Linked DNA regions of Ovis aries: region 1 is linked to region 2. The links are chromatin contacts, called in public Hi-C maps. All regions are on one chromosome and are shown on one strand. Each heading gives the region's core, a stretch centred on a gene start, on an enhancer-like site or on the middle of the called end of the contact. The rest is flanking DNA. Distances are from core to core; before and after follow the strand shown.

Region 1 (6,455 bases), core at 3,515-6,014, 75 kb after region 2:
TGTACTGTAGCAGCTGGTGCCCATAGCCAAATAGAAAGAGGTAGAAGGTACAGTCAGTCCCAAATGAGAGAAGTGTACTAAGGCATGCAAGGAAGGAAGGAGATGAGTACACATACTTTGTACGTTATGTTATAATGCCTGTGTCTTACTTCCAGGCATGTGCATCAAGGGGTTCATACATACCTTCTGTACAATATCACGGTGCCCATGACTGGCTGCCAGGTGCAGAGGGGTATCATCCCCACGGTTCATCACATTGATTCGTGCCCCCCGCATGATCAGCATCTCAACCACAGCAGATCGGCCTTCTCGGCAGGCCCAGTGCAAGGGGGAGAAGCCATGATCATCCCTATGAGGAAGGCGCAAGGGTCATTGATTTGGAAGTGGGATGGGGGCAAAGGCTTTGACACAGGAAAAACTTTAATATTCTCTCTGCATACTCTTCCCTGGGAAGCCTTACCTCTAGAACTTTGATTCTCATTCATGCCAGCAACTCCCAAAGCTGTCCAGTCCAGACCTTCCCGAGTTTCAAACCCAACCAACCACTACCTGAAATCCCAACAATTCCATATGATTCACTGTTTTCATCTCCCTCTAGCCTTTCTTCCCAGGCACCTTCTATCATTAAATGGTAACATTCTTCATCTGGTTTCCTCTGCACCCCTTTGGCAACATCTGTTGGTTCTTTTCTGTTTTCACCATATCTTGTACACTGCCTTACTACATAGGTACTTGTCACACTGGATTGTAAAAATCTGTTAAATGGGCTGTCTTGTCTATTAGACTAAGCTTTTTGAGAATTGACAGCAGCTGTTCAGTGCATGTTAATAGGAAGGAAGGGAAGCTTTGAGAAGAAAAGCCACAGTTTATGGAAGAGGAAGCAAGTTTACTGATTGGTTTTGGTTCTGATACTGAAATTAGAATCTAAAAAGGGAATGGAATTAAAATGATGGTTTGGAGGGGTTTATAATGAAAAGGAGAAATGCTTTGGGTAAGTCATTCATGAGGCAGATACCGCCACATAAGACAGGATTCTTAAGCAATCCTAGGTACAGAAAACAAGAAAATGAGAATGACTTAATTAGAAAGCTGTACCTAACTTTTTTCTTTTCCCAAGAACTTCTCTATTTTATAAAGTTAAATGTATAAAAAACAACAACAACAAAACCACAATTGGGTGGAAACTAGGCCTGCCTGACAGCCTGGGGCCATAAAAGGAAATTCCCTCCAGTCCTGGGCTGCAGATCCAAGGGGCGGAGCTAAGGGGGCGGTCCGTGGTCTGGGCCGTCAGCCTCCGGATGCCTTAGTGCTGCGGTCACTTCCCGTGTGGGGGCTCTAGGCGGGGCCTGGAGCTGATCAGGGGTATGGTCACCCCAGGCAATCCAGATGTCCTCAAAGCCAAAATGGGTGGTGGGTGTGACCTTTAACTTACTGATTTCCCTCTACAGCTGCCCTCATCTGTTCACAAAGATAGCCAAAAGCTTTTCTGGGAGGTATTCCCTCCCTCTTCCTAAAGCAATCACCACCCCTTACTTATCAGTCAGTTTTGCATCCCAGTTCTTTAATTTGTGCCCCAGTTTATCAGCCTCTGGCGGTCTGTGGCCCCAGAGAAGGCCAGAGCCTGACAGCAAAAGTATGGGCACAAGGGTTCTGCCCACTGCCATGCTCCGGTCACCTCAGAGCCTGAACTTTAATCCCAAAGCGACCAGCAGGAAATTGACCCTTACTTAATATCCACCATATACCCAGTTGGGGCCCCGAAGCCCTTCCACTCATACCTGCACCACTTTCACTAATACCACTCTTTGATGCCAGCTTCATTGGAAAAAGTTACCTAACCTTTATGATGCCACCAACAAAATAGTAGCTGTGTTCTCTGTCTTTATCAGAGCACCGTTTGAAGAATTATATGAAAAATGGAACGAGTGTGAATTATAGAGAAATAGCGTAGAGTCTAATGGGGACCCATAAAGCCTGGATGAAAGTGACAGGTGATCCTTAACTCTCAAACCTAAAATCTATTTTCTCCTCACTTTAAAAAAATTCTACGATCCTGAATCAGCATCACTACTGCTTTTCTTGCCTTCCTGTCTCAGCCAACCTTAAAGAACTTGTCTACATTCACTTTCTCTACTTCACATTCAACCTGCCCAGGAGACCACTGCCTTGAGGACAAGCATTATGCCTGATTCTGGACTTCTAGCACCCAGTGCGTGTTCAGTATAGTTCCTTAAATGAAGGAACCAAGTATAGTCTGGTTTTTTTCACTTGTTTTCCTCTGAAACGGCTCTCACAGAGATCATTAAATACATAAATAATTGTAAATTCAATGGTTACACTTTAGTGCTCAAGTTCTTTGACCTCTTAGCAATCTAGAGTACCACTGACCACTCCTTTCATTGAAACATTCACTTCTTTAAGCCTACTCCAGTACTTTTGCCTGGAAAGTCCCATGGATGGAGGAGCCTGGTGGGCTGCAGTCCATAGGGTCGCTAAGAGTCGGACACGACTGAGCGACTTCACTTTCACTTTTCACTTTCATGCGTTGGAGAAGGAAATGGCAACCCACTCCAGTGTTCTTGCCTGGAGAATCCCAGGGACGGGGGAGCCTAGTGAGCTGGTGTCTGTGGGGTCGCACAGAGTCGGACACGACTGAAGCGACTTAGCAGCAGCAGCATATTTTCCTGTTTGGTCTTCTAGGTTTCTCATCCGGTTTCATATCCACCTCTTCAGGTGCCATCTACGTGCTGTGTGTGTCTGTGTGTGCATGCGTGTACATGCTTAGTCATGTCTGACTTTGCAACCCCATGGACCAGCCTTCCAGGCTCCTCTGTCCATGGGATTTCTCAGGCAAGAATACTGGAGTGGGTTGCCATTTCCTACTCCAGAGGATCTTCCAGACCCAGGGGTTGAACCCGCATCTCCTGCCAGCTCCTGCCCTGGCAAGTAGATTCTTTACTGCTGAGCCATCTGGGAAGCCCATCTTCATGCTGCTGCTGCTGCTGCTGCTAAGTCGCTTCAGTCATGTCCGACTCTGTGCGACCCCATAGACACCAGCTCACCAGGCTCCCCCGTCCCTGGGATTCTCCAGGCAAGAACACTGGAGTGGGTTGCCATTTCCTTCTCCAATGCATGAAAATGAAAAGTGAAAGTGAAGTCGCTCAGTCGTGTCCGACTCTTAGCGACCCCATGCACTGCAGCCTACCAGGCTCCTCCGTCCATGGGATTTTCCAAGCGAGAGTACTGGAGTGGGGTGCCATTGCCTTCTCCAGTCATGCTAATATCGCCCAAATCTTTGTCTCCAAGTCAGATCTCTCCTGAAATCCAGCAGCCCACTCCACATCCACTTTATTGTCACTTAAATGTGTGCAGAGTGGAACTCACCACCCTTCAGCCTTGTCCTTCTCAATAAAAGGAACCACTATCTACCCAAGCCAGAACCCTGATCATCATCTTTGACCTCACTTTCCACACCAAGTCTCACCAATTCTTTATCCAAAAGATCTCAGGAATTTGATCACTTTTTTCTTTTTTGCCTGTCCCAATTCTAGTCTAAGCCATCACCACTTGAGATGGACTAGGCAGTTAGTTGCCTCTCTTCACATCACCACTTGCTCTTCATAAAGCATCCAAGATGACACTTAACAAATGGACAATCTCATCGTACCATTACATGGCTCTAAACCCTTGCCCTTGCAATAAAAAATTATTATAGCCTAAATACTCTTGCATGATCTGACTGACCCTTGCAGACCTTTCCAGTCTTAACTTCTGTCATTCTGCACTTGTGCTTAGAGCTTTAGCCCACAGAAGCCCAGCGGTTTTCTCTCCTCTAGCCATATGGAGCTCCGGACAGTTTCTGGCACTCTCTGCTCCGTGTCTTGCCCCCTAGCTTTTGCCCATGAGGTTCACTGAAGTTAGAATACTCTGCAGATTCTGCCTGTAAATTCTTATTCAGTCAAGATTCAGCTCAAACAACAGCTTCCGGTGTGGAGACCCTCTGCCCCGCTGACAGGCTGTTTAATCCTCATCACACTGAATAGGAAAGTAAGCCGCCCGCACCAGAAGTGAGCACCCCACAGAGCGGAGAGGAGCATGTCTTTGCCCTTCCTCTCGCCCCCCAGCCACCCCAGCTCACCCCTGGTTGAGGTCGTTCTCCGTGTTGTCCAGCCACAGGCGGACCGCAACCGCGTTGCCCTCCCGGCACTGAGTGAAAATGTCGTCCATAGCAGCGTCCCGGCAGAGTCCCCTAGACTGGGAAAGTGTGGGAACTGTAGAAGGATCTTGGGGGGGGGGGGGGTGAGCCCCAGGCTTTGTCCCCTACAGGAGAGAAGTGTGGTGTTGGGCTGGGGGTCTGGGCTCTGCGTCCCCAGCTACTGGATGTCTGTAAGGAGTTAGGGAGGCAGCGGAATGGTCCTGGACTGTGTCCCTTGAGCGCGAGGGAAAGGCGGATCGGGCGAAGTAGGCGTTGATGAAGAGGTAGTGTCTTCCGAAGGGATGTCACGAGAGCAAGCACAGAGACCCTACCCGCGAACAGAGCTGGGGGGTGGGGGTGGGGAGTTTAGGCGCCGTATACCCTGGAGGAGGCGATCGGAGGTCCTTGCCGAGGATGGCCCTCGTTCCCGACTCGGAACCGAGTAGGTGGAGGGAGGGGTGACCGCCTGGTAAAGCTCGAGCCTTGGGGAGGGGGCACGGGTGCCCCCACACTCACCGGGACTCGGGCTAGAGGAGCCTTCTCCGGGGAACTCCCGTCCGGCCGCGCCCGCCGCCCGGCCCCGCCCCTGGCCCTCTCAGGCCAGCGCGGGCCTCCTTCTCCCGGCCCCTCCCTCCCGCCTTCCTTGCCCTTCTAGCCCACCAGTGTCTAAACTCGATGGTTTTCGGCACTGCGCCGGCTGCTCTAGCCACTTCAGCTCTCACTCTTTGGTTTCCTGCCCTGTTCCGGCGTCTCTGAGCGGTCTGATTCTTAGAGACGTGGTCTGCACGTGGAGAAGCGGGTGGATCCCGCAACCTTGCGCTCCCCAGCCCCATGTTCGAGGAGCCGGAGTGGGCCGAGGAGGCCCCTGTAGTCGCGGACCTCGGGTCTGTAGCCTTAGGGCTTCGGCCCACGGCAACCTCTCAAATCAAGGTGAGTGGCCCTGCAGGAGTACTCAGAACAGACTGCTGGATTCCGGAGCTGGGGCGCGCCGCGTGTGTAATTAGGGGGAGGGGGGCCGCTTGCAGCCTCCCCAGATCCGGAACTTCCAAAAGAAAGTGACGTTGGAACTGAGAGAGAATTGGTGAGTAGAAGTTAGTGAAGCAAAGAGGGTTTCTTGGAAGGAAAGGCATGTGGAGAGACCCGGGTCAAGGGAGCATGACACAGAATGAGAGGCAGTGTGGTAGAAATTGGAGGGCTACGTTAGAATATTTGCACGTTAAAGATAGAAGCCAATGGAGTGTTTTAGCAGGGGGATGATTTCTTCAGATTTGCGTTTTGAAAATGTCACTGGTTGCCGTGTGGAGATTGAAAAGAGCAAAACTGAATGGCAACGAGGGCTGTCAGTGCCGCTGTTCAAAGGGAGCTGGAGCTGAGGGAGTACTGAGAGTCTCCAGGATGAGGGATCCGTCCAGTGGGACTTAGTCCAGAACGGCCTCCCAGACAGTAGTCCTCCTTTAAGCCTCTGCCGATGTGAGGGCTGCTGCACTTGCTCAGGCTCTTTCTGTCCTTCAGTCAGCCTGTGACATGAAATCTGCCTGCTTTATTCTCTCCTCTTCAACCCCTCGACCCACTGCTGTAATCCCCGCCACTGGCCTCTGTCTGCAGCTTGTCTCTTTCAGTGTTTTTTTTTTTTTTCTTTCGGTTCTTTACACTGCAACTGGAGGCATCTTTAATACACACATGTGTGATCATGTCACTCTTATTTTCAAAAATCTTCCTACTTTTTATAAAAAGGTATTAGCTAGAGGTAGAAACCTGAGATTGAGAGTTGGAACTCCCGGTCACTAGCCTCGGTCCTGTAGCTCGTGGCCTTACAGTGTTTCTCTGGGAACCCCATCACCTCATCTATCCAATGAAGAAAGTGAGGTGGGTGGTTTCTCTGCTCTCCAGCCTCCCAAAGGTTGGGATGGCAGTTTTGAAAGTTCTTCAGGCCCTGACAGTCTTCGTGTTAGGCTAGGTAAGTTGATTGAGAATAATCCAGATGCCTCGTTACAGCATCTGAGTGAGGTCCCCATCTCTCTTCTTACTCCCTAGGCCCCATCCATTCTCCTCACCCCTGCATTCATCCCTTGTTTTCCCCCAGGGCGCCAACCGCCGCCAGCTCTTGGCCACATTACGGGCCCTGGAGGTAGCATCTGTTCCCCAGCAGCCCCCTAGCCTGCCTGGCAGTGACTCTGAGGAGGAGGAGGAGGTAGTGGGAACAAAGAAGAAACGCACGAAAAAGGGCTTGTTTGCTGGTGCGTCTAGTGAAGTAGAGGAG
Region 2 (6,428 bases), core at 1,271-3,770:
GTGAGACACGACTGAACTGAGCGACTGAACTGAACTGAACTAGTCCAGTATGACCTCATCTTAACCAATTACATCTGCAAGCACTCTATTTCCACAGAAAGTCACATCCTGAGGTATTGGGTGAAGGAGATACAGGAGGTGTGGGGGTCGGGTGGGACTTAGCATATAATTTTTGCGGGGGGGGACACATCTGAATACATAACAAAGAACAATTTTGACTAAGTCATTGCAAATCAGCTGACACAAAGGCTCAAAACCAGAAACTATAATGCTTTTGTTCATTTATTTAACACATAAATGCATACGTATGTTTTTCCCTTTTAAGATAAAAAACACAGTGATGTAATTTTTTTCAAAATGATGCAAAGAGCTGGCTAATTTGAAAAGACCCTGATGCTGGGAAAGATTGAGGGCAGAAGAAGGGGACCACAGAGGACGAGATGGCTGGATGGCATCACTGACTCGATGAACATGAGTTTGGGTAAACTCCCGGAGTTGGTGATAGAGTGCCAGGATCAAGCCTGGCGTGCTGTGGTCCATGGGGTTGTCAAGAGTCAAACACGACTGAACAACTGAAATGAACTGAATTTAAAAATATTAAATCATTACTTTTTCTTTGAGCACAGCACTTTTTCTTCAACTAGGATGGTTATGTCACGCGAGTGTATGTTCCTCGATTCTTTGTCTTGTCACAACAAAGATTTGGAGTGACAGATATTAAAGCCCCCTCGGCGTGTCACAGCTCTCAGGTCTTGGATAGACCGTGTTATAGCTCTCAGGTCTCAAATGAACCGTGTTATAGCTCTTAAACAAATCAGTGTTACAGCTCTATTTTATTTAGAAGATAGCAGGAAAATCCATCTTCGAGGTGTGAGGGCACGTCAATCTAAAGACATGAGAAGAGCGCCCCAGAGCGCAGGAGAGAGAGACAGCTGGCTCTGGCTCCTCTATTTATATGTTTATCTCTCCCTGGGCCTGTCCTATGTAAATTGGGCCAGCCAGGAGTGTTGTTTGTTTTACCTGAGGTCCTCACTCCAGTCCTGGGACCTTTTATTTCATTTTCCTGGGCTTTTCCTTTCCTTGTCTGTAGCCACCGCCATTTTGGACTCCTTTCCCCTGTTCTACCTACCTAACACTTAGATGTGCTTTGTGGATTAAAAATGTCACCTGCCACATCAGTAAAGAAACGATGTTGCAGCCATCAGCCAGTGTAGGCCCTCCTCTCCACCACAGTAAACCCCAAAAAAACTCAGGACAGAAACATAACCCTCCCCAGTGAATCATCAGACACTGCAGCCACTCACTGAATGGAGCAACCTGAGGAGACTCGGGATGAGAAAACAGGATCAGTCAGTCAGTTCAGCCGCCCATGAACTGCAGCACGCCCGGCCTCCCTGTCCATCACCAACTCACTCATACTAGCCCCAAATAGCTGGGATGCATATCAAAACAATGATCTCAGTGAGCCTAGACTCTTCCATCTTCTCATACATGAAAAAGCACTAAATCCCTTGAGATATCTGGCTTTCTTTAAGATAATCTTTTGATGCTCCAACTACCCTGTCTTCCCTGCAAAATCTCTTATATTTTCTGCCCCCCACCCACTCCAAACCCCTTCTACAACCCCCCTCTGCCACCATAGCCTCTCAGAGTTATCTTAGCTACTGTGTCGTGGGATCAAGTCCTCAGTTTTGTCTGCTAGGTAAAACAACTCTCAACTTTTACGTTGTGCTTTTTTTTTCCCAGTCAACAACTTCAAGGAAAGAAAATTTTCACCATCTCTATTTCTTTCCTATCATTGTTATTCCATTCATTTCGCCATTACTACTGAAAATAATTTGCTTTTCAAAATGACACGCTCAGCGTGTCAGACGCCCCGCGCCTCAGAAAGCAGGTCCGCCGGCCTGAAGGACTGGCACACCGCCAAGCACTTTCCTCTTCAGGTCCTCACGCTACAAGCCAGCTCCAAGCTGAGCTTCCCAGCGCGGGGTCCCATGACGACTGTCGCAGCACCAGAGAAACCGTCGGCCTGTTCATCCCACACCAGGGGGCGCCTGGTTCCCGGGCAAACCAGCCGCGCTCGGAAGACCAAACTCCGCCCATCTCTCCTCCTCCGGACGAGGTCAACGCCCCGTCCCCGCCCTCCCCAAGGCTGCCAACGAGGCAGGCTCTGATACACATGCGCAAACACGTCCACCACGCAGCTACGTAAGGCGCGTGGGTCCTCTAAGCTCCGCCTCTCGGCCGCGTCTTTGAGTTTCCAGTTCCGGCCTCACAGAGGTGGGGAGCAGCCGGGAACATGCGGCTGTCGTTCGCCGCCGCGATCTCCCACGGCCGCGTATACCGCCGTCTAGGCCTTGGTCCCGAGTCCCGCATTCACCTGTTGCAGAACTTGCTTACGGGACTGGTGCGCCACGAACGCATCGAGGCGTCATGGGCACGCGTGGACGAGCTGAGGGGCTACGCCGAGAAGGTAAGGGGCGTGACCCTCTTGTGCCTCTCCTAGGTCTGGCCTGAGGGGGCGGGATCCGGCTGGAGTTGGGGAAGAATTGGGACCGCCCTGGTAAAGAGTGCCGGAAGTCTCCTTATTACCATGAGCTGAACCTACTCCTGTGGCCCCTCAAATGGAGACCTGATTAGAACAGCGTGTTTAGAGGTAGCCTGAATTAGCGACATGCTTTGCTAGAGTATGGAATGAATAGGTTGCAATTTGGCATTAGAGCATTAAGATTGACGCCTCCTTTCTTGCTCGGATTTTGGTGAGTGATGTTGTGTCCTCACAGCTCATTGACTACGGGAAGCTGGGAGACACCAACGAACGAGCCATGCGCATGGCGGACTTCTGGCTCACGGTGAGTGCATCCTGTCCACTTCCCAGATCTTATCCTTTGATTCCTAAGTGGAAGGGAGTTGTTAGAGGAAAGGGAATTGGGCGAAATTAAGGCACGCACTTACGGACAAATGTGAACTAAGTAAGAGATATATGTCCTACGTTGAGTTCAACGTGAATCTCAGTCTACACAACTGCCCATAATTGATCAGTTTATAATGCCACGTCAGAGGGTGAGGGAAGGGATGTGGGTGTGTGTGTGTTTGAACCCTACCTTTGGGGATGCTGAAAGTTAATGTCTCGGTGATGGTGCCTGACTCTGCTCTCTCCTGGAAAACTCTCCCCCTCTAGGAGAAAGACTTGATCCCAAAGCTGTTTCAAGTACTGGCCCCTCGGTACCAAGGTCAGAATGGGGGCTACACGAGAATGCTGCAGATCCCAAATCGGAATCAGCAGGATCGGGCCAAAATGGCAGTGATTGAGTACAGAGGGAACTGTCTCCCACCCCTGCCCCTGCCACGCAGAGACAGCAACCTTACACTCCTAAACCAGCTGCTTCAGGGGCTGCGGCAGGACCAGGAAGCAAGCACCCACAGCTCCCACCCAGCTCAAACACCAGAGGTTTAACTGAAGCCAAAGGGCATGTGGCCCTCATCAGTGCCCGTGATCACAGGCCTTGGGAGCTCTATTCAGCTCTAAGAACTGGAGCTTGAGTTGTAAAATGGACTGTCTGATTGGAGTCTGGAGCCCAGAACTTTCTGAGAGCCAGATACCCTTTTCTTTGCACAATAGGTAAAAATCGTTGTATGTATGTAAACTGATTGTTTTCCCCCCTTCTGATTTCTGGAGAATGAGAACTCTACATCGGTCTGTATGAGGCAGTAAATTCATGGCATGTTTCTGGCTCTTAATCTGGGTTGTGTTGAATTAACACGGTTTTGTTTTTCTTCATGCCTGATTATATGGGGCATGTGTTCTGTAATTCCAAACTGGCCCCCATAGGTGATTGAGTTTTGTTATCTAGCACAGAGACTGAGCCCCTGGGATTTCTTAAAAGATTACTTCCTGAAGGGCTGGAGGGTGAACATCTAGAAGTGAACTTTCTGTAATACTCTGGCACCCTAGGAACCTTCAAGGTTCCAATCCTCTGTTTCTGGACAGGATCACATGTTACCTTCAAGTGCTCCCTTCAAACCCTGAACGGACTTCAGAGGAGAGGACCATCAACCTGGCCAGGAGAGTGGAAGCATTTAGCAGGGGATGTTGACTGCAGGATAAGCTCCTTCCTTTGAGGGTGGGAATGGAGGGGTGAAGAAGAGGGTAGAAGTGGAAGAAAGATTAGAAAGTTAAATACGTGGGAATTTCCTGGAAGTTTTCATTGTTGTCAAATCTGGCCCTCTCTGGGAACTCGGAAGAAGGAAATCCGTCTTCAGAATGGTCAGGATGTGAGAAGTAGGAAGTTCCTTTATGTGCACTAGGAACTGCGAAGCCAGACTGGGCCCAGCCAGGCTGCCCATCCCTCACACTCACAGGCTTCATTTGGGAGATAGTCATGGGAAGTCTTGGAGCTATCATCCCTGCACGAATACGGGATAGCAGGGCCTAGCAGATCCCAGATTTCTAGTACAGTGAAAAAAAGATTTTTATCTTAGGGCAGACCTTCAGAGGGTATTTGGCCCACCAAACCCATACACTGTTTGAGATAATAAGGGTGCGGGTGGAGGGCTCCCCAGTCTAGCAGACAGATACTGGCCTTAGTGCCAGCTGCTCTGGTCTCATTTCAGGTCAGCTGCCTAAGTGAGAAACTGATCTGCCCCCTGACAGAGATATCTCTTTTATTCTACTCCAGTTGGTCTTCTGCACTGTTACAAAAAACCTTTTTCTGACATTATATTTTAAGTGACATATAGTAGACACTTAGAATATTTATTGACTAACATTTAACTCTGAATGCTCCTCAAAAAAAATTTGCTCCCGTTCTGCGTTTTTGGCACTAACTCTTTCCCCTCGGCCAGATATCTTAGAGTCAGCCTTGACTCCTAGAAAAAGCACTTTCTTTAAAATTAAAACCACATCTCTAAGTGTTGGTATCAGGTGGATTATGACTGGACTCTTACATCTTTTCCTCTTAGGCCCGAGAAATATACCTTCCTTTGGGGCTTTCAGTAGTTCCCCAAGTGTTTTATTCAGCATCTGCTAGTACCCAGCATCATTTTAGGCGCTAGGGATATCCTAGTTAACAAGTGTCGGCCATATATTGGGCCCTGGGCTACACATTAGGATGTAGAATTGAGAAGAAACAACCTGTGCCATCAAGGAGCTCACAGCCTGATGGGCCATGTCCAGTGCCACAGTGGTCTCAAGAGACACTGCATCCCCTTTAATGTTTTTGCCTATACAGATAGAGTATGTGAACCCTAAAGCGTTTACTAAAGGCTCAGGGATTGGTGCAGTGGTAAAGAACTCCCCTGCCAATGCAAGAGACGAGTTCAATACCTGGGTTGGGAAAATCCTCTGAAGTAGGAAATGGCAACTCACTCCAGTATTCTTGCCTAGAAAATTCCATAGACAGAGAGTCTCATGGGCTGCAGTCCATGGGGTCACAGAGTTGGACTGGACTGAATATAAACACTGGGATAACACCAGAGAAATAACAGTATAGCAGTTTCGCTAATCAGGCCTATAAATGGCAAGACTTCACCTAAATAGGTGGAATATGCCCCCAAATCCATGCTGGCACCTATTTAATAAATTCCAAACTCCCAAGCGAGGCCCATATATAGTAAAAATTCCCTCCTACTTGCAAAGTTTCTCTGTTCAGGCTCTAGCTTCACAAGTTATGCCCATTCTCCTCAAAATGTAACAAATTTAATCTAAATAGATCAATGGCAGTGTAAGCCCAGAATCCAAAGGAAACTTACAAAAGTCAGGCTACTATATTACACTCATTATCTGCAGTAAAATTAGCACATCATGTGAAATTTATTTCCATAGTGTTTCTCAAATCTGTACACACACCTCCCTAGTCTGAAATCCAAGACCTCTCTATCCTGGATTACTCCAATAGTCCCCTAATGTTCTTCCCTGCACGCTGCAGCCATAGTGATAGGGATCTGCTGTCTTAATTCTCTGCTCTTCTTTTCCAATAGAGAAGGAGTCCAGCTTCCTTACTCTGACTCTCCTCAGTGAGTAGGCATCTGCTCATTGCTCCAACTTCTCTTGTCTCTAATTTTATGTTCCAGAGTCATGGAAGGCCTTATTTTGACCATTTCCCTATATGTGAGCTTCCCAGGTGGCACTAGTGGTAAATAAAGAACCTGCCTGCCAATGAGACAGAAGAGACACTGGGTGGGGAAGATTCCCTGGAGGAGGGCATGGCAACCCACTCCAGTATTCTTGCCTGGAGAATCCCCATGGACAGAGGAGCCTGGCAGGCTACAGTCCATAGGATCACAAAGAGTCAGACACACTTAGCACCTTCCCTGTGCATGGCTTTCCTTAATACATTTTGTTCATCTACCACCCAGAGAACTCCCTGCCTTTTACCTACCTGACTTGTACACACACTTTTGGTATTTCTTGGGTGACTGCTCCGACC

What was found. A called contact is a pair of places that touch in the nucleus more often than the background predicts.
Region 1: a Hi-C map of tail adipose tissue shows a contact between it and region 2, with 3 times the contacts expected there. The contact joins the promoter of ILK here to the enhancer-like site in region 2. A contact is called at or near these places in 7 of 16 Hi-C or Micro-C datasets (blood, hypothalamus, liver and 2 more).

What each region holds. Positions count from the first base shown.
Region 1 is chr15:46,200,754-46,207,208 of ARS-UI_Ramb_v3.0, forward strand. It overlaps ILK (integrin linked kinase), which reads right to left and starts at 4,765. Exons shown (of 13, transcript NM_001267878.1): 1 at 4,712-4,765; 2 at 4,139-4,249; 3 at 184-349; 4 at 1-13. The coding sequence starts at 4,227. It overlaps RRP8 (ribosomal RNA processing 8), which reads left to right and starts at 4,916. Exons shown (of 7, transcript XM_004016207.6): 1 at 4,916-5,125; 2 at 6,279-6,455. The coding sequence starts at 5,027. LOC121816692 (a long non-coding RNA gene) reads left to right here. Exons shown (of 2, transcript XR_006056358.1): 2 at 156-2,330.
Region 2 is chr15:46,127,836-46,134,263 of ARS-UI_Ramb_v3.0, forward strand. It overlaps a transcript of MRPL17 not described here. Among named protein-coding and RNA genes, the nearest start is that of DCHS1, 18 kb to the right of the region's middle. Within about 2 kb of position 2,521, at least 53 of the 54 cell types and tissues checked have an H3K27ac peak or open chromatin away from gene starts, as enhancers often do. A contact at or near this core is called in hypothalamus, liver and tail adipose tissue, where this site is marked.